Linked DNA regions of Mus musculus: regions 2, 3 and 4 are each linked to region 1. Evidence: chromatin contacts called from public HiCAR-type data. All regions are on one chromosome and are shown on one strand. Each heading gives the region's core, a stretch centred on a gene start, on an enhancer-like site or on the middle of the called end of the contact. The rest is flanking DNA. Distances are from core to core; before and after follow the strand shown.

Region 1 (4,775 bases), core at 1,141-3,640:
GATCCATCTTGACTGTGGAGCAGGATAAATACATGTATTTATCAAAAGTCATTGACTCCTAGATTTAAAAAGTGAGGATTTTATTTCATATGAGTTACACCTCAGCAGAAATTGAATTTGTATTTTAAAGTACATTTTTCTCAGAAGTTTAAGGTGAGCATCGAATGAAACATAGCACATCAAAGAAGTTTCTAAACATAAAATGATATGTATCCACTACTCTTTCTTATTCTAGCTAGCAATGCCTGTCGACTTTGCTCAGTTAGATCAAGATGCTAACATAGCTAACCTGGAATCAAGTTCTATCTTCTCGTCACTCTATCCATTGAGCATACCTTCCCTTTGTTGTTTTTTTATTACAAAAGTTCTGTTATTTAAGTCCAGATGATATGGCTTTTAAAGTTATACCAACCCTTGGTATGGCTTCTCACATTTGCTCTACAGGGAAGCACAACTTGTGACAAGGACAAAGTCCACAAACCAGATAAGCTACAGATAAGAAATCCACCCCCCTCCCCCACATACACAAACCACCCTCAGTCAATCAAGGGTTCAGAGCTGGGTAAGCCTAGCCCCCTGTGGCTTCCAGTTATTTACTGATGCTTAATAAACCATAAACCGACTCAAGACTTAGGGATTAAGACAGCATGATTTGTTATTTCATGGCTCTGTAGGTCGGCTGGAGTCTGTTGGGTCCTTTCCAGTGGTGTCAGCTGGGGTCAGCCACATGGCTGCATTCAGCTAGGAGCTCCGCGAGGGTTGGAACACCCAAGATCATAGACACACATATTTGGCATCTCAGTTAAAAAGGCTCCAGTGGCCAGGAACTGCTTGAGCCTCCCTTACTCCACGTGCCAACATGCCAACAAGTCTAACACAAACTTTTTTCCGTGATCTCTAGATATATACACTTTGAATGAAAACAGAATTTGTAAGTCTTTTTCAAGCTGGTTTCAGAAATTTCAGAAAACTGTTCCCACTGCATTGCGTTAGTCAAAACAATTTGTAAAATGTTACCTATGAGTCCATAGGTAGGGAACTAGTCTTCATCTTGATGGCAATATACCATTTGTGTAAGGCATGGGAAAAATTGTTGGAAGACATCTTTGTCAACAACCTACCATTTGCTGGACCTTTTTGTCCTCAAGCCTACTGTGAACAATTAAATTCCAGGTCATCAACTAAATAAAAACACTGCAGACTTCACAATGTAGCATCTAGGAAGATAATTCTTAAGGATCTACTATGTGCTAACTTCCTAGTGTGAGGGACACTGAAGAAAATTACCCTTAACTCAGCATGTTTGTTGATGGGCTGACTTGCCAAGGTGAAATTCCAGGAATTTCATCAAATCACATGAAGAAGAGTTCCCATCGACATCACTACACTTTTAGGACAAAGTACTTTCTCCTTTGGCACCTCTTCCTTTATGGGGGTCATAGTCCTTTTGCTTTTTATGGAAAACGAGGCCTTAGAATAAACGAATAGAGACTAATAGCTATCCATTAAGGCAAGTTTGTTATGAAAGGTGAGGAGAGCTCCTTCTTATCCTGTTAATTATTGTGTGATAGTCTTCAGTCCATCACACGCCACAGAAATAAGTGTTCGCTGCTGTGTCACAGGCACACAGGAACATCCCTTCTACTTGCATGCTTCCCAAGTCCGATGATGCTTCAAGGAGACTACCCTGTTGTCACAAACCCAAAGCCAGAGCTCAAATTGATTTGGCTCTAAACATATTTAGGACTAGAAAGAGGGAGGAAGCCCTTAAGAACACATGTGGAAACCGAAGTTTGTGGGCCCTTTAATTCAGTTCTGTAGTGCCCTTGCTGAGTGCTAGCCTTCCTGAGTCACCACTGGCTATTTCTGCCAGATCTCTTCCAAGATTCTGGTTCCTTCGCAACAGGTGTACCTTTCCCTTTCTCCAGCCCAGATCTCGATCCAATCCCTCAAGGATGAAGGGAATCACAGAGGGGTGTTAGAGACTGGCAGCAGCTCTGTTACCTTCCATCAAAAGGCATTGCTTTTGGTTCTCAGAGCAGAATCAACCCCCAAAGTCACAATGCTCAAATACTGTGGAGCAAAGGATGGAAGAAAATGTCCCAATGTCCAGCCTCTGCTCCGGCTCCCTCCAGTTTTACATGCACAGCCTTTATTTGCACATCAAATGCATTTGACTATTTCGTAAACCCTACTTGCTCCTGGAAACTTTCTTTTTGTAAGGCTTAGTGAATGGATGTCAAGAGACACATCCAAAGAGAGCACTTAATTCCTTGTGGAAACAGGCCATCGAAACGCCCTCGTTTGTTTGAGTCAGAGGCCTCTCTACAGAACGTCGGGTTCTGGGAATTGATCAAATCCAAGAGCATGGGAGGCAGATGAGGTCAAGGTCGCTGCAGCCCTGCATGGCTAGGAATCAGCTAACTGTTGCTGTGTGGGTTTCTTTTAATGATGTGCAGTGGGCTAATAAACAGAACATGCTCGAGTTTTGGAAAATGAATGAAGCCTAGTACTGGAAGACTCTTGGGTGGAGTGTGCTAAACCTCTCCTGAGCCAGGGATGGGACCTCTGAGGTTTCTCGTGGAAACTGTAATATTTGTGGATTCTAAAATAGAGAAATTGGCCAAATCTTAGAAGCTAAATGCGAGTGACTCATCTGGGTTAGGTACCTCCCAGGCCACATAAACAACTCTGGGCCATTGTCAGTGCTGGAAATGTCCTTAGGTGAGCTCTGACAATTAGGTTTCAATTTTTAGTGACTGTGGCAGAATTGACTGTACTGACTCTTTGCTCCTTGGTTGTAAAACCAGTGATAAATAAGAGTGTCCTCCTCAAATATGACAGAAAGAAGTGGGGGCTCTGTAGCCATCTGAACATGTGGCACATAGCTCTGCCCTCAGACTTCGCTATATGCATTGGATACAGGTATATGTATATGAGCTATGTTAAATGCTATGTTCACTTTAGACAACAGCAGCTGGACAGAGGTGCCAGCAATGGTAGTGGAATGAAACCTGCCTCCCCTCCACCTGCCTTCCCCCTCCTCAGGGTGAATCTTGCAGGTTTATCTCATTGTTGTAACAACCAAATCACTCCCTTAGCAATGTGGTGGTATTCTAAATATACATCTTGTGACCAGTGAGAAGAGGAGGCCCAACATCATGTGAACTGTTAAGAAAGGATAGTTTAACCTTTCTGTGGGCTGGAAATGAAGACTTCAGGTACCCACTCACCTAATCACCCAGTCATGTCTTTAATGAGTACCAGTTGTCTATGCTCCAGGAGTGACACCTGGGAGCTCTCTCTAGGTAACGCAATAGTTTCATGCATCTTTGTCAATTTCCTCTGTGTATTCTGGATGACTGCCCAGCCAGACATGTATATGTCTTCATGACAGACTATGAAATAGGCAAAGACCATGCTGTGTAAGGGACAAACTCCAAGGCTGAAGCAGCAGAGGCTCCATGCGATCCTCTGGATCCTCTGGAGTGAATGTTTCAAGGAAATCAGTACCTAATCCTTGAAGGGACTCAGCCAGTGCCCAGCAATAACAGTACATTCTCCATTCCCGATGACGAGAGACACTCAACGGATACCGCAGTACTGACACAGATTCAGAGAGCAGTTTCCTTAAAGGGCGGCAAGTCCGTATGCTCTTTTAGGATAAAAGGGAATTAATCAGCCCTGTGAATCAATAAGCAAGTCAAGTTACATAAGCACCATGCTTGTGAACGGATGACAAGACCAATGGAAAATATCACCCAACTATGATTATAATCAAAAGCAAAACTAAAATTGAAATACATTGTCTGCATCTAGAACATCAGTATCCTTAATTTTAATGAAAATGGCAAACAATAAAAAAAAAAAAACAAATACTTCTGTTTCAGTTAGGTAACAAATAAAGGAGATAGGCTAAGGAACAGAGTGTGGAGCTCACAGCAGGTGGTCAGGGGCGCAGAATTGGGTTGTAGCTCTTGCTTCTGGGATACCATAAGGGAGTTAAATGAGGTCGTGTTGCATAATATCACTAAAGTCAGACTCAACCAGGGAATTGTGCCCCGGGCCTATAATCCTAGACTTCAGGAGGCTGAAACAGGAGACTCTGGAGTTCAAGACCAAGCTGGGCTACATAGTGAGACCCTGTCTCAAAACAAGTAAATACATAAATGCCTACATAGATACACAAAGGCATACACACATGTATGTATTCATCTGTACATGCATGCATGCAGTCATACATACATGCATGCATGCATGCAGTCATACACACACATGCATGCATGCATCCATAAAGCTAGACTCAACTCCTCCCCTCAGATCTGTGACTATTCCTAATCTTCAGGAAAGGAAATTGTGGACTTTATGAGAACTAATACTTAGTGGTTTTTTTTTTTGTTTGTTTGTTTTTTTTTTACTCTTTAAAGTTTCTTCTGGTCCTGTGAGAAGCTCTCTTTCTTCTGCTTATCTCCAGAAGCTGAGAGACTTTACCCCCTACCCACAAACAGCTTAAGAACTCCAGGGAGGGGAAGCTGCGTGAATGCTGTAAAAGTCTTCTGTTCCTAGATTTTCACAGTGGGCATAAACAGACCGAATTTTAAAAGGCGACGACTTCCCCCCAACCCCTCACAAAAAAAAAAAAAAAAAAAAAAAAAAAAAAAAAAAAAAAAGTCAAAAGATAGGAAAAAAAAAACAAAAAACCAGAAGCTAAAAATAAACAAGTAAAAGAGAAAAGTCCCTGTAATTTCAGCTTTCAAACACAAGGCTGAGCCATC
Region 2 (4,775 bases), core at 808-3,307, 360 kb before region 1:
AGAGAGAGAGAGAGACTTTGAAATAACTTGTAATTTAGTTACATTTTGAATTTTAAAAGCAGAAAAGATTGGCCAGCTATCTGAGGTAAGCTGTATAAGATTCCATTTCTAAAATAGTGATAAAATTCTTTAATGACGTTTCAGAGTAATTTGCACCAAAATTTGTTAGTTTCATTTTACTTTCTTAGAAGGAGTAATTATAAGACTAAATGAAAACACACATGAACGAAAACTCCTGACAAACCAGAATAGTATTTCCAGGGAGAAATGATGTCTAAATAAGATGGCTTCCATATCCCCATGTGTTATAATATTGCAAATATTTATGCTCAAGGTTTGCATCTGTGTGAGGAAAATAGAGTCATGAGGAGAATCAAACAGTTGTTATTACTCTTTGGTTTGTGTTTTAAAGACACACACGCACGTGCAGACACACACACATCACATATATTTCCTTTTTGTGTCTGGCCGTTTTTGATATAGAAGACAGTGTCAGGGGACTCTCTGGGACTAAAGTTATATACAGATGTTCAAATTATAACACTGAAACATGGGAACAGTTTTGTTCCCATCCTTAGAGACTGGCCCTGGCTCTCTACGTACAAACTGATGTACTCAATTCCTGATTTTTTTTTTTTTTTGGTTGAATTGTCCACATGCATTATAGCAGTTGAGGGATTTTATTCTCATATCTAAACCTGTTGTCAGAAACAACTCTTGCCTTGTGCCCTGTGTTTTGTTCAATGTGAGGTGCCTGAGTTCCCTGGGCAAGCACTCATTGTTCAACTGGATCACCAGTCTACAGAGAAAGCAGCTCTGTGACCAGGCTGAACTGGCTGACTAAGGAGCAGAGATATGAAGCTATTCCAGGGGCAGAGAGAGAGAGAGAGAGAGAGAGAGAGAGAGAGAGAGAGAGAGAGAGAGAGAGAACTATGTAAAAGTAAAAGCAAAGGAAAGTGGGGGGAGGAGCGGGGAGGGTTCGGCAGCCAACAGCTTCGATGGAGAAAGCTAAGTTCAGAACCAGTCATCCAGATTGGTCTGCGGCTGCTCACAAGAACAGTAAGGTTTTCCTTCCTTCTCTCTGAGTGGGAACAGTGTCAAGACAGGCATTTGTACATGATCGTTGCAAAGGGCAAGCAGAATAGCTCAGTGGGTAAAGAGCTTGCCAGGCAAACGTGAGGACCAGAGTTCAGATCCCCAACCCCTTAGTAGAAAAGTCAGGTGTGGTGTCATTCTCTGCCCTGAGGAGCAGATCTAGGCAGGTGCCTGGGGCTTATAGACCATTTAGACTCATTGGTGAATTCCAGCGCCCATCGAGGAGGGAATTTGTCTCACAAATCAGAGTGAAGGATGCCTCGCCACCTCCCAGTGCGGAAACATGTTGCCACGTTATACAAACCGTCCCTTTCTCTGCCTGTCCATGTGGTTCATCTGCCCTGTGCATCTCAGAACAAAGAAAAAAAAATCTTGCAGGCTGGTTGTAAAGGTTTTGTTCACAGAGGCTGGCCCCAGGGCTAAATGGGTGAGTCCTGCCAGCCACCAAACCTAGCCTGTATACCTGTATACACGTGCAGCATTTCTCTAAGCAAACTGTTTCCTTAATATGGTAAAATCTGCGGCAGCCAAGGGGAAAAACCTGTGATCTCAGAACCCAAAACTGATGACGGAGTCACAGCCCCATATTCCTGAAAAGCACTCAGGCTTTCTTTCTGATCAAACCAGAAGCAAGCAGGAGAGCTGGGGGATGGGGGCGTGCTGTTCACCGCTCACTCTCAACAAACTCTTTCTCCCGTGAGGCAGAGAGCACAGTGGTTTAATTCACAGCTTCTGGGGCTTTTAAAAAATACTAAACCATTCAAAAGTTTTCTATACTAACCAGCGTATCTAAAGATCCACAGGGATAAATAAACGCGGTGAGCTGGCAGGGGCCTTCGGTGGCATAATGACTGCTGGTTATAAACAGTAAACAAGATATAATCAGCAAGCACAGACGACTGCCCAGTCACGCGGGGCATAAATCATTAGCCGAATGACTTCAGCAGCACTGTCTCCGAAGCAAAATTAAGCCGACGGTTCCCCCTGTGGCAATAATGAAGTACTGTAATGCTGGCATAAATAAATAAGTAACCCAGAGAAGAAGGCTTTGTTGTGCCTTGGAAATGATCGAAGGTTAACGTCTCATAAATAACTGTGTAGCGCAGCTCTCATCTCGGGGAAGCCCTTTGCAGGGGTCAGGAGTTAGGGAGGACGTTGTTGTCTACTCCTGTAGACATGGAGATAGGCACGGTGCCTGCTCCCACAGTCCCTGCAGCTAGCGTGTGCTGTAGGTAGGGCATGGAGTCGCTGACATATTACCAATCTCAAAATGACAAATTTCTCTCTACTGTAAAGGCAGATATCATTCACTGATTCAGAAAGAGCCAAAGAAATGCTAAGCAGAACACAGGACAGAGAGAGGACAAACCTCTAGCTGGCCAGGGGCTCTCAAGCTAGATTGCCAACGACCTGAAAGGGAAAAATTTTCAATTCTGACTTTGGCCACAGGACCCAGCCATATGTCTTCCACATTCATTTTGCTGAGTGCCAAAGTTCATTTAAAAAAAAAAAAAAAAAGAAAGAAAGAAAGAAAAAAAGAACTGGCTAATCACTTGTTCCTCTTGGATAAGTGAACTTGGCTATGGGACGTGATCACACAAAAAGACTCCAGGGAACATCTTGATCCCTGGCTGTGCTGACTCAATATCTTGTATTTCTCACTCCAATTTCTTTATCTGTTTTACGAAGTCAATATAGCTTTATCACCATCTCTGAAAAGGAGAGATCTGGGCGAACTGCTGTGAGCTCGCTGACTTGTAAACACAGCCACATTTGTATCTTTTCACAGTGCTGGGCTTTATTAAATAACAATCAGCTAGGTTGGTTTTATTGGCAACATTTGTCAAGGAGTCCCAAAGTCTCCAGGTAGCTGGCTGAAGAAATAGGTTCTTTTATTCTAAGCTCAGATCACACATTACAACAGCAATTATACCACACACACACACTACACAGTAAATATATCAATACTATATAGACATAAAACTTATGTTAGGTTACACATGGCTACCACTGCAGAATTCTACACTGTACAAATAGCAAACAGAGAGAACAGTTAAAACAGACTGTGTCACCAGTGAAGGCAAATCAAGCTGAAGACCCTGGGATGCTGGAATGTTCCCTGCCTGTTGTCCCTTTAAAGCACACACAAGGTATCAGGTGACAGATCAGCAGAGTCACCACTGTACATGGCAGTATTATATGTTCCAGGTGAGGAAGTTTCCTCTTTCCTAAGGCTGGGTGCTTTCCTGATATGATTGAAATAAGCTCATGTGCTTAGATCATCTCAATGTACCTTAATTACATATGGTAGCATGTTTTCTCCTTCCAGGAACCAATCATTCATCAGCCTGTGCCTCATTGGCTGACAGAGCGAGCCATTTGTATGTACACTGAAGTGCGCAATCATCCTTCATCTTCAGTCTGGATTCAAAAGCTGCAGGTGAAACAGTCTCTCTCAAGGCAGGGCACGGACCACTGTTTTGCACAACATGGGGTGACTGGAGTGGGGCCGAGCCTGATTCAACACTGGCTTAGTGTCTTTTTCAAATGTCTCAATAGTAGAGTTTACTTTAAAGTAGCATTTTAACAATTTCCACTGGTTCTAGGTTCCTACCTGTGGGGAGACTTCTCTTCCACAGCACAGCGTGCCATCTGTAAAGTGAGCTACCAGCTTCAGGGTCTCTTTAAGTAAACTAAGATTATGTCTGATTTGATGGGACAGGGACGCAGCCTACAGTTTTACAGATGGCTTTCACAGGGCAGACACTTCAAAGGCTTAGATTCCTAATCTTGCCCTTCCTTCCCTGCCCCTTTCTATTTTGATGCTTCAAACAGATTGGCATTAACAGATCAAAGCCTACGCTCAGCAGGTCTGACTGTGGTTATGATAGCTTTGCCTCTTTGAATATCTGCATCCTCCTTTATTAATCTATAATGAGAAAATATAAACGGAAGGTTCATTACCTCTCTGTCCTTATAGGAATAAGGCTTCAGTTGGTGAGTTATGTAACCTCTGAGCTTACATTTCCTTGGATGAAAAGATCACCCACGTGCTTGACTGTGGAACAGAAGTGAACATTTGAATGAAATGGCAAATAACACATCCAACGTATGTTCAAAGACAGGTCAAAGCCAGATTGAGGGCAAAGCCAGTATAGTTATGAATAAAACATTGTTCACCTCTTCTCCCTGCTCACCTCTCCTAGCCTCTCCTCCCTTACACTTTCATGATCTGCCTAATTTCTTCAAGAACCCTATGAATCCATGAGGGTCTCCCTTTATGTTCAATTTTGGTTGCTCCCATCGCCTGTGATAGTTATGACCAGTTCAGGCCAATGCCAACAAGAGAAATAGGAATGATACCTGTTTCAGGCTAAGAGTGAACCAATCCAGAACCAGCTGGTCCAGATGGATTGCCAGGGCTATGCTCTACCAGGCCAAAGGATCTTCCAACCTGAACACTCATTCAAAGATAGTAGCTGCCAGGTTTGGCGAGGCATACCCATTATCTCAGTACTCAGGAGGCTGAGGAAAGAGGATTGGAAGTTCAAGGCCAATGTGTTATATGCAAAAATATTGTACCACACAAAATAAAACCCACAATCAAAACATAGTTATAACAATAAGTGATTGCTACCAGGGAGTACTTGAGATCCTGGTGCACTCCATAGCACTACCAA
Region 3 (4,775 bases), core at 1,572-4,071, 340 kb before region 1:
ACTCAAGAATGGAACATGGACAACCAATTTAAAATCTACTAAAAATTACAGGGGATGGGGAGATGGCCCAGTGGGTGAATTGCCCACTACACAAACATGAAGGTCCTCAGCACATACATGACACCGGAAGGATATCATGTACATCTGTAACTCTAGTCCTAGGACGCAGGGTCAGTTAGAGCTTGAGGGCTCAATGGCCAGCCATGCTCGCCAAATGACATGGAGTACCATGTGCACAAACGACAGGAGCTGCTCTTGACTCAGTTAGCAACCTTGCCTGAAAAAAAATAAATAAATAAGGGGGAGGGCAATAGAGGAAGACACCCAAGGTCAACTACGGGCCTCTGTAAATACATTCGCAGGCAAGCTGACCTCCACATACAAGTACATATACAGCAAAAAACACCCCCCACAGAGAGAGAGAGAGACAGAGAGAGACAGAGAGAGAGACAGAGACAGAGACAGAGACAGAGACAGAGACAGAGACAGAGACAGAGAGAGGCTAACTGGTCCTGAGCATCCATCTCTGCTTCCTGGTCCCCTCGCCATACAGAGCTGATCCATCTTCCCCATGTTCCCACCTGCATGAATCCCATCAAGTCCTTTTCTGGCTTACACTGTTTCATTCTGGGATTCGGTCACAGCGGTGCAATAGCTATGTAACACAGCATGACAAAGTCAGTGTTCAGAGTTTTCTGCTGATCTCAGTTCAGAGAGTATCCTGTTTAGCTTCTGAATTTGTTCAGTTCTTCCTGTACAATCCCCATGTCTTTGTATTGTCAGTTTTCCCTGTTAGTGGTCTGGCTACAGCTGTCTGTCATGGAGCTTTCTTAAGCCAATTTTTAAAAGTTGTTTCTTGCTGACACTTCTTTAGGCAGTCTGCTATTGGATGTGTTTTCCTGTTAATTGTGTCCTGTGAGCTTCATATCCTCTCAAAATCTGAAAGAAATGTGACAGCCATGCTTTCTCCAGCCTTCTCAGCTCTGACTCAACCAGGAGAGCCCTTCTGTGGGTAGACATCACATTCTTGCACAGCATACTCCAAGAACAGGGTGTTCCTCTATCCATTCCCCACCCCAAAGAAGCCATGAGTTTAGAGAAGTTCTCACTAGATGCATGTTGAGCTGTGATGCTCAAATGCACACACAAATAAACTGGAAACTGGGCTGAAAATTTCTGACATAAGGACACAACATTCCCCTTGTTTCCTTGCTCCCACTTGAGGCTACTCAATTCTTGTCCTGTACATGAACTATCCAAAGAAGTCAGTAATTCTACTCTCTGTGATGCATTCTAAAACATTAAGCTTAATTTATCTCAGGATAGATTCCAAGCACTGGTAGTTGGCTAAAATACCCTAGAAGCTTCTAATGGACAGCCATAGGTGATACTGTTGTATACATGGAATCTTCACTTCTCCTGAGAATCTATATGGTGTAGAGTGTTGTTCTTTTCTTGCTGCTCTACCTCTGTGTTGCACTGTGAATCAAACTACTCTTCATCGATCCCTTGCAACCCAAACTCACCAATCCTCAACAGCCCCGCTCCCATGAGGACAAAGCCACAGGCCATTTCTCAACTTTGGTATCCAAAGCTTAATTTATAAAATACAAATAATATACACACTTACCAAAAATTAGAATTTATACTTCTCAAGGGGTATTCGTGTGTAAAAACATAAGTCATACACTAGGAGAAACTATTTGCAAATAAAATATATGAACAAGAATTTCTTACCCCAAGTAGGTAACAATCTTCTGCTACCTTTCACAAAGAAAATAGACACAAAGAAAATAGACACAGGACAAGTAGAATTTGAAAGCTTTTCCAGATAAGCATCCATTAAGAAAGTTTACGTGGGGCTGTAGAGATGGTGCAGCAGTTGCTGTAGAGGACTTGAGTTTGGTCTCAGCACCCACCCACACAATGACTCACAAATGCCTGTAACTCTAGCTACAGGGTTTCCAACACCCCCTTCTGCCCTCTGAGGGCACCATGGCATTTAGTATACACATGTGGAAGGAAGTGCACAGGCAGACAGACAGACAGACATATAAGTTATTAAATTAAATATTAAATTCAGGAAAATAAAATGGGAAGCAAGCTTCTTCCAGACATGATCCACGTTGTAATGGCTCACCTCCTTCTTGGGTTTGAGGACAGGGATGATACAGGAGGAGCTAGAGAAGCACGGCCATGGCTTTAACCCACATTAAATAACTTCCTCAGATAAGAAGAGAGTTCCTAGCTTCCATTATCACCTTGTTATAGTAGTTACATAAAAGACTTAGAGAAAATAATTATATCCTACAAATTATTATATATTCCTGGGGTGTATGTTTGCATCAATTTTATCATTGCATTCCTTTCCATAGGAACTCACGAGGGGGGGGAACAACTAAAAGTGCAGTCATGGCTCCTCCCTCCACATATGTTTCTGATTTTAAGTTGGGTTCTGCCTGGATGAATGATGGAGCATGACTCTGCAGCCCTGACTTTTTTTTTTTTTTAAGGAGCCTGATTATTTTATGACACAAACAAGCTTTACAAAACTAAGCTAATCTACACCCTATTGAGCAGCAATATCCTTCCACTCATAAACGCAAAGTTTAAATGATCTGTGCAAAGAGCACACAACTGACAGCTGGGTCTCAGGTTCCTTTGTTTACTCTTAAAGCAGAGCTCGCCCTTCGGTGCGATGCGCCAGGCCTGCGTGTGCATCTTAAGAAGCTTCCCCCTGCGCATCATTCCCTTGCAGCAGCCTCCTTTGTTCATTTTCGCAATCTCCATCCAAGTTGCAAATCAGTGGAGCTGTCATCGTTTCTCAGAACGTGTTGTTTTCAGCATGACCTGCTGATTTTCCCAAGTGCTCACTGTTATTGCGGAGTCATGGTAGCAAGGCCCGTCAACTCCTTTTGCTTGCTTTTTGGCCACTGACTCCCCAGATTTTCCTTTGACCTCCACCCGAGTATACAGCCTTACATCATTCTTTTTCCAGATCTCTCTCTCTCTCTCTCTCTCTCTCTCTCTCTCTCTCTCTCTCTCTCTCTCTTTCTTTCTTTCTCTCTCTCTCGGCTCAAATCCAAGGAATTTTGCATTTCTTGACTTCTCCCAAGAATAAGAACAGCTACTGGAAAAGAGCCGAATCTGCAGAGTGAAGTCTTGGTAGCAGAACTCCCTCACACTCAGAGCAACCTAATGATCAGCTTCCTGGAAAAAAAAATGGCCCCTCTAGTTTTCAGTCATCCCATACAGTGCTATTGAGAAAATCAAATGAGATCAAAGCAGTGGCATTATTTGTGTGATGAAAAGACGTAGGAGAGAAAGCTCCATTATAGTTTTATCCTTTATTTGACTTAGCTCCATTACTCCACTAAACAGTAAAGTGAATAGAATATGTGTTGGACAGATGCATGGATGCATGGATGGATGTATGGGTGGATGCATGGATGGATGCATGGGTGGATGCATGGATGGATGCATGAATGAATGATTAGAAAGGTGTGATACCTACTTTATCTACCCCCTGATTTCTCTTAGTTACCATGTCTAGGAACTATGAACCTTGACTTTGACCTGGGCGTACATTGGAATGAGCAATGAGTATCTTTAAGACCATGGTACAGAAACCACACTTCTCAGAGCCATACAATAGAACCTCTGGAGGTAGAAGCCAAGATGCAGCATTTGCAATACGGTGTTTGGCCAAAGGTGAAAAGTGCATTGCTTGCAACATTAGCTGTGTTGTCGCTGTCTGACACGTTGACAATGCTGTCTGGGAGGGAAGACGGTTGTTCTGGCTAGTCATTGGAGGGACACAGTCATTCATGACAGCAGAGGCACAAAGGCCCTGTGGTAGTGACAGTAAGGTTCTCACATTGTCTCTGCAATCACGAAGCAGGGAGAAAGATCAGCTCAACAGTAAGGAGGGATGTCACACAGAAGATCCACACTTCAGAGGCCTACTTCTTCCAGCAAGCCCCCATTTTCTAAAGGTTCTACAGCTGCCCCCAAACAGGCCACCCACTACAGAGCAAGTGTTCCAACCATGATCCGGGGCGGGGCACATTTCCTGTTCAAACCACCATAGGTCCCAAGCTCTAGCAGGGCCTTGACCTCAGCACTCAGCAGGTGTACCTCCTCTCTAGGACTGCAGACTCTTCTCCGTAAAGAATCATCATCTACGGTAGGATTTAGTTATTTCATTTTGTTTTATGTTGGGTCAGAGGCCTCAGACAATATCTTTCACATAAAATAAGCACTTAATGTTAAATTAAATGGAAGAGATCTGTAAACTGTCGTTGAGACCCTCAGATAAGTTTATTACTATTATTATGATCCAAAAAGCCTTTCCACACCTGGTTGGGATAAGATAATATAGTTAAAATTTAATTATTGCCTCTTCTGAATATTTAAAATACTGCCTGTGAATTTTAAAATGTAGCAATGCCAATATGTCTATAATAAAATATTTTCAGGATCAATCTTCTGATTGTCAAGATAAAACGATTGAGTAAAAATTAAATTTTTGCTTGTTCTGAATATTTAAACTATTGGCTGTGAATTTTAAAAGATACTAAAGTTAGAATATATCTATTATGATAAAATGTTTTCAGTATTTATCGTCTAAGTCACACTGGGATAATATTTTATTTAAAATTAATAAAAGAAACATACATTCAGGTAACTAAATTATCCTGTAGCTTCCACAAGACTGAATGAATATGATCCCAATCCAAACCAGCTGGAACCCACTTTCCTCTCAAAAACTTTTT
Region 4 (4,775 bases), core at 766-3,265, 290 kb before region 1:
CATTCACCTTAAAGAATTCCTAAACACAGCATAGGAAATTAAACCCTGACCTGGTATCTCCCATAACACCCAGAGGGAGCTCCCGGAGTCACAGAGATCTGCTGTCTGTGCCTCCCCAATGCTGGGATTAAAGGCAAGTGCCACCACACCTAGCTTAACCTTGTATTTTTTTTTATCCCAGAAGACATGAAAAAAATTTGGGAAAAAATGGAAGACTGTTTTTCTTATTTCTTTTCTTTGCTTTAGTTGTGTGCTCTATGCTGACTGTTTTGGTCTATCACTGATGTTATCAAACAGGGTGATTGGACAGACTGGCTAAAAACATATGAGCAGCAACAAAGAAACAAGAAGTTGTAGGAAGAGGGAAAGAATGTAACAGTGAAAATCCTCCTTGGATATTCCCACTGCCAATGTAACAGAGCAAAAGATCGGTCTTAAAAGGGGCTGCCAGACAGCCTGCAACCTAATTACATTTCAAAGTATGATAGGACCGGAAAGAAGCACAGCCCCAACAGTGTGCCTACCAGATGGCATCTCTAACTCCAGGGACAGAGATGTTTGTTCTGTAACTGTAGATGAAAGCAACCATAGCTTTCAAGTCATGGAAAGATGAAGGAGCAGTGCTTAGATTCAGAACAGTCTGGCCCTGTCTAACAGTGATTGTGACTCTAGGAAGGGTCAAGTTCCAGGTAAGAAGCCAAGCCTAGCCTGCAGGTAGGACTCCAGTCCCTATTACCTTCCTGTTGTGGCTTTTATAGTGAGTTGGCCCTTGTAAGGAAAGCCTTCTTTTACTGCCTGTCTGGATGGAGTCAGTTAGTTTCTCCTTTTCTATCTGTCTCTTTTAACCAACACAGTGTTTTCAAAGCTATTGGTATTCTGTATGGATTCCATCCCCACAGTTACCTGGCAATAGCCAGGTAGGCCGACTCACTACAAAAGGGGCTGCTTGGCCCCTTCTCCCTCTCCTGCCTCTCGTGTTCTCTTACTTCTGCTTCTCTCTCCCTTGCCTCTTGCCCCATTCCCCTCACCCCTCTCTACACGTGCTCATGGCGGGCCTCTGCTTCTCTACTCCCTGCCTCTCTCTGCCTCTTCTACACTCTTAACTCCTCTCCCCATGCCCTGAATAAGCTCTGTTCTATACAGGGGAAAGGACTGCCTTGGCATGGGCCCGCTGAGACATATCCTTCCCCCACACCCTGCCAGAACATATTGTTATAGCTCTTTATCTTTTTATGATTACAACACAAGCTAGTCTATTTTGTACTGGGATGGGAATTCTGTCTTTGTTAGCAGTGACGGTACTTACTGGTACACGCATACCATGTATCCTGTCCATCCGCGTGGAGATGGCATGGGGGTTGTTTTATCCTTTGCGGTCTGTAAATACCACCGCAGATAGTGATGTAGGAGCCTCTATCTAAGTGCCTGATTTGTTCTTTTTAGGAAGGGGATGTATCCAGAAATTGAAGTTGTGGGTCATTTAATCCCACACTTATTTTCATGTTACTTCCTGCTGCCATCAGCCACGCACAACCATCTCCAGCTTGTAATCATTTCCACTAATCATTGCCCACAGTTTTGCTAACAGCCATGCCAAAGAATGTGAAGTCCTAGCTCATTAAATTAGATCTATCTGTTAACTATTAGAAAAAAGACAAAGACACACACACATACAAAAGAAATTATTATATGGCTGGGTCACCCTGTGTGCAAAAAGCTACGAACATCTGGTGCAAGCCCCAAAGCGGATGGTTATATAAAATATGGTTATATCTGTAAAAATTTAAAGACAGTAATATTTCCCAAACTGGGTGATCCTGAGCTTTAGAACTGCAGTTTAAAACCTGCAGCAAATTCTCGGGACTAAAGTTTATTCTCAGTCATTACAATGGAGGAACCTGACCTAAGGAAAGCATTCCTCAGCAGAATCCAGAGCTGAGCACTCCTTCGTCAGATTTAGGGGCGGGGCGCCAGGCACGGCGCATGCGCACACCCATGCTGGTGCTGCTTGCCTGCGCGCGCGGCCCCGTGACGCTAGGGACGTGGCCGCGCGCCTTGCCATCTCTCCTCCGCCATGGCTGCTGTGCCCAGCGCTGTTCACCTGCCGCGTTGTGTGGTGTCCCCGACCGGGAGACACAGTGCCTCGCTGATCTTCCTGCACGGCTCAGGTGCATTACAGTCTCGTGGTCTCCGACCCGCTCGCTACAGTAGGGGAAGCACCCTCTTCTCGGTCCCCCAGCGCCCAGGGTCGCCCGAGGGCTCCTCTTTCTGTATAGCACTCATCTTCATCCTCTTCCTTCCTTCGCTGGTGTGCTTGACCCGTGCACCCACAGCATGGTCGAACGGCAGTCCTTACCTAACCCCAAGTTCAGTCATAGCACCATATCGGTGTAAGTCTCCAGGCACGTGGATTAACCACTGTTTCAGGGTCGACCAGCAGTGATCTGACATACATACCCCACCACACACCCCTATTGCAGGTCCTAAGCTGTTGTCTGCCTTGCCGGTGTCATAGAGACGTTTTTGGATCATATTTACACTGTGTAAGTGTATGCTTAGCACCACCAGCGGGTTTCCCCTGCGCCTCCCACCTGTCTTTTTTGATGGTCCACCACCCTGGTTTCCCCTATGCCCTCTTGTAAAACCTTCGAGGTAAGTATAAAGTCCGCTTCATTTAGGGAGCACCCTTAGAGGAAAACACAAGAATCACCGACTTAATCCTTGCTCACTGTGCTTGGTTGGCCCGGGGTAAGTTCTCAGGAAAGGAAAAAAAAAAAATTTTTTTTTTTTTTTTAATTTAAGAAATGAGATCCAGGCGGTGTCCTCAAGGGGCCTACCTAAATTTAAAAACAAAAACAATTCAATTAATTTGAGTCAGCAGTGGATAGGAGATCACAAGATGGTGCATGGGCTACTGCCAAGAGAATAGTAAGGAAAGAAAAAAAAATGGGGTTGGACATTGTGAATGAAGGGCTTGTCAGAGCTTTTCAGGAGCACTGCGTTATGCTGAGGCCTGTGTAGGCTTAGGGGACTAGAACACGACGGGATTGGAGTGTTCCCTCCATTTTGAAAAAAAAAAACAAAACAAAAAAAAAACAAAACGGGACTAGAAACGCTTTCTTGCTGTTGCTTAAGGAGTAGTGAGGCTGGGTTTGAATCCAAATGTCTGACTTGGAATTAATATTCTGGGGGGAGGGGGAGGGAAACCCTCAACTATGGTGTATCATTCTAGAAATAGAGTAATAAAAGTTGTGTAAAGGGAAAGGCCTGGCACGAGACTTACACCTTTATAGCTAGCTGCCTAATAATCCAGCACCCAAGAGAATTCAGTGATGAGCATCCAAAATTCCCACATAGTAATTCCTTCTCGTAATTAATTCAGTGTCTTTAGAAAGAACTAGAGTTTGTTCTTTTCCCCCCATCTGGACCACCTTGCTTAGTGCTTCCTATTTTTCTATTTCAAATTACTGACATTTTTATAACCTATAATGTATGTCTGAAAACAGAGTCACCTATTCTGTATGTATTTTATTCATTTGTGTGTATTGTCTGTGTGTGTGTGTGCGCGCGCACGCGCATGCGTGTGTAAAACTTGCCTTTGTACATTGGAAAAAAATTCATCTAAATAATTCTTCCAGATGTTCAGGTATATTATTCTTATATAATTGGATCTCCATTGATGTATAAAAAGATCTTTTAGGAGTTGGCCTGTTCTGCTAATTGTTATTATTAATTAATTGGAACTTGGAGTCACCTGAGAAAAGTGAGTCTCAGCTGAGAAATTGCCCAGTTCAGGTTGGCCTGTGGCAGTGTCTATGGTGAATGGTCTCAGTTGTTGGTTGATTAGGAGGCTCCTGCCTGCTGTGGCCATTGCTTCTCCTGTGCATGTGGGTCTGGGTTGTATAAACCTGGTTGAGCATGAGCCATGGGGACAAACCAGTATCAGCTGTGCTCTGTGTTTCCTGCCTCTGCTCCTACATAAGTTCCTGGCCTCCCTGGGTGAATATGCCACCAGGTGTATTTGAACCTTTTTCTACTTCCAAACTTTGAGGGGAAACGGCGACTCTTACAGTGAATGATGTAAATGGTCTTCTCTGTGGCTGGCTTCAGCCTCCCACACGGGTCCCTAAACTCCATTATTTCCTTCACGGACATCCATCATACCTGTGATTCCTAAGTCTGTGACCCGCACTGACCTTTAAGGCTGATAAAGGCTGTTCTGTGTATGGTTGCTGTCTTTCTCCCTTTATAATGTCTTTATGAAGGTGCTCAGTCAGATCTTGCTGAAGTTACAAGAAACCCCAGGAAGTGGGAGCCTTGTCCAGTAGACACTGCCTTCTCCACCTCTCTTTATCCACCCTCCTCTCAGTGACATGTAAGGCACTTGGGTTCTTTTCCTGTCTCCATGCAGGTAAACATACATTAACTCTTACACTATTACACTTTTTGGGGGGGGGCATGATGTTAGGTTATATAAATATTATCAACACCATTAAAATCTGATTTCTTCACATTTATATTTGAAGTACAGTGACTGCCTTATCCACTCCTTGAAGACTTGTTGTCACCAAGAAAATTGTATTAGGTCACACCAGCTACAATGGTGTAAATCACACTGGGATTTTTTTTAAAGGGTAAAATGAGAAACGAATAGTGTCAAACAACAGCTTAACAGAATTCTCTTCTAGAAGAAATTATCCTACCTACTACAAACAAAGAGACCTGAAATGCACCACGAGGATCGTTTTCTAACTGATAAACACTGCCTCCAGATA

What was found. HiCAR-type assays count read pairs that join an accessible place to other places.
Region 2: a contact with region 1 is called in a HiCAR-type map of fibro-adipogenic progenitors, with 5 times the contacts expected there. The contact joins two enhancer-like sites. A contact is called at or near these places in 1 of 15 datasets of contacts at CTCF or cohesin (the NIH/3T3 cell line), 1 of 484 Hi-C or Micro-C datasets (uterus) and 1 of 115 datasets of contacts at active chromatin or transcription factors (fibro-adipogenic progenitors).
Region 3: a HiCAR-type map of fibro-adipogenic progenitors shows a contact between it and region 1, with 4 times the contacts expected there. The contact joins two enhancer-like sites. A contact is called at or near these places in 1 of 484 Hi-C or Micro-C datasets (uterus) and 1 of 115 datasets of contacts at active chromatin or transcription factors (fibro-adipogenic progenitors).
Region 4: a contact with region 1 is called in a HiCAR-type map of fibro-adipogenic progenitors, with 2.4 times the contacts expected there. The contact joins the promoter of Lyplal1 here to the enhancer-like site in region 1. A contact is called at or near these places in 5 of 39 promoter capture datasets (the 3T3-L1 cell line, embryonic stem cells, hippocampal neurons and 1 more) and 1 of 115 datasets of contacts at active chromatin or transcription factors (fibro-adipogenic progenitors).

The regions. Positions count from the first base shown.
Region 1 is chr1:185,820,051-185,824,825 of GRCm38.p6, reverse strand. No RefSeq gene overlaps it. Among named protein-coding and RNA genes, the nearest start is that of Gm35023, 200 kb to the right of the region's middle. Within about 2 kb of position 2,390, at least 5 of the 459 cell types and tissues checked have an H3K27ac peak or open chromatin away from gene starts, as enhancers often do. A contact at or near this core is called in fibro-adipogenic progenitors, where this site is marked.
Region 2 is chr1:186,180,078-186,184,852 of GRCm38.p6, reverse strand. No RefSeq gene overlaps it. Among named protein-coding and RNA genes, the nearest start is that of Gm35201, 45 kb to the right of the region's middle. Within about 2 kb of position 2,057, at least 99 of the 459 cell types and tissues checked have an H3K27ac peak or open chromatin away from gene starts, as enhancers often do. A contact at or near this core is called in fibro-adipogenic progenitors, where this site is marked.
Region 3 is chr1:186,161,472-186,166,246 of GRCm38.p6, reverse strand. No RefSeq gene overlaps it. Among named protein-coding and RNA genes, the nearest start is that of Gm35201, 26 kb to the right of the region's middle. Within about 2 kb of position 2,821, at least 25 of the 459 cell types and tissues checked have an H3K27ac peak or open chromatin away from gene starts, as enhancers often do. A contact at or near this core is called in fibro-adipogenic progenitors, where this site is marked.
Region 4 is chr1:186,114,550-186,119,324 of GRCm38.p6, reverse strand. It overlaps Lyplal1 (lysophospholipase-like 1), which reads left to right and starts at 2,015. Exons shown (of 5, transcript NM_146106.2): 1 at 2,015-2,168. The coding sequence starts at 2,075.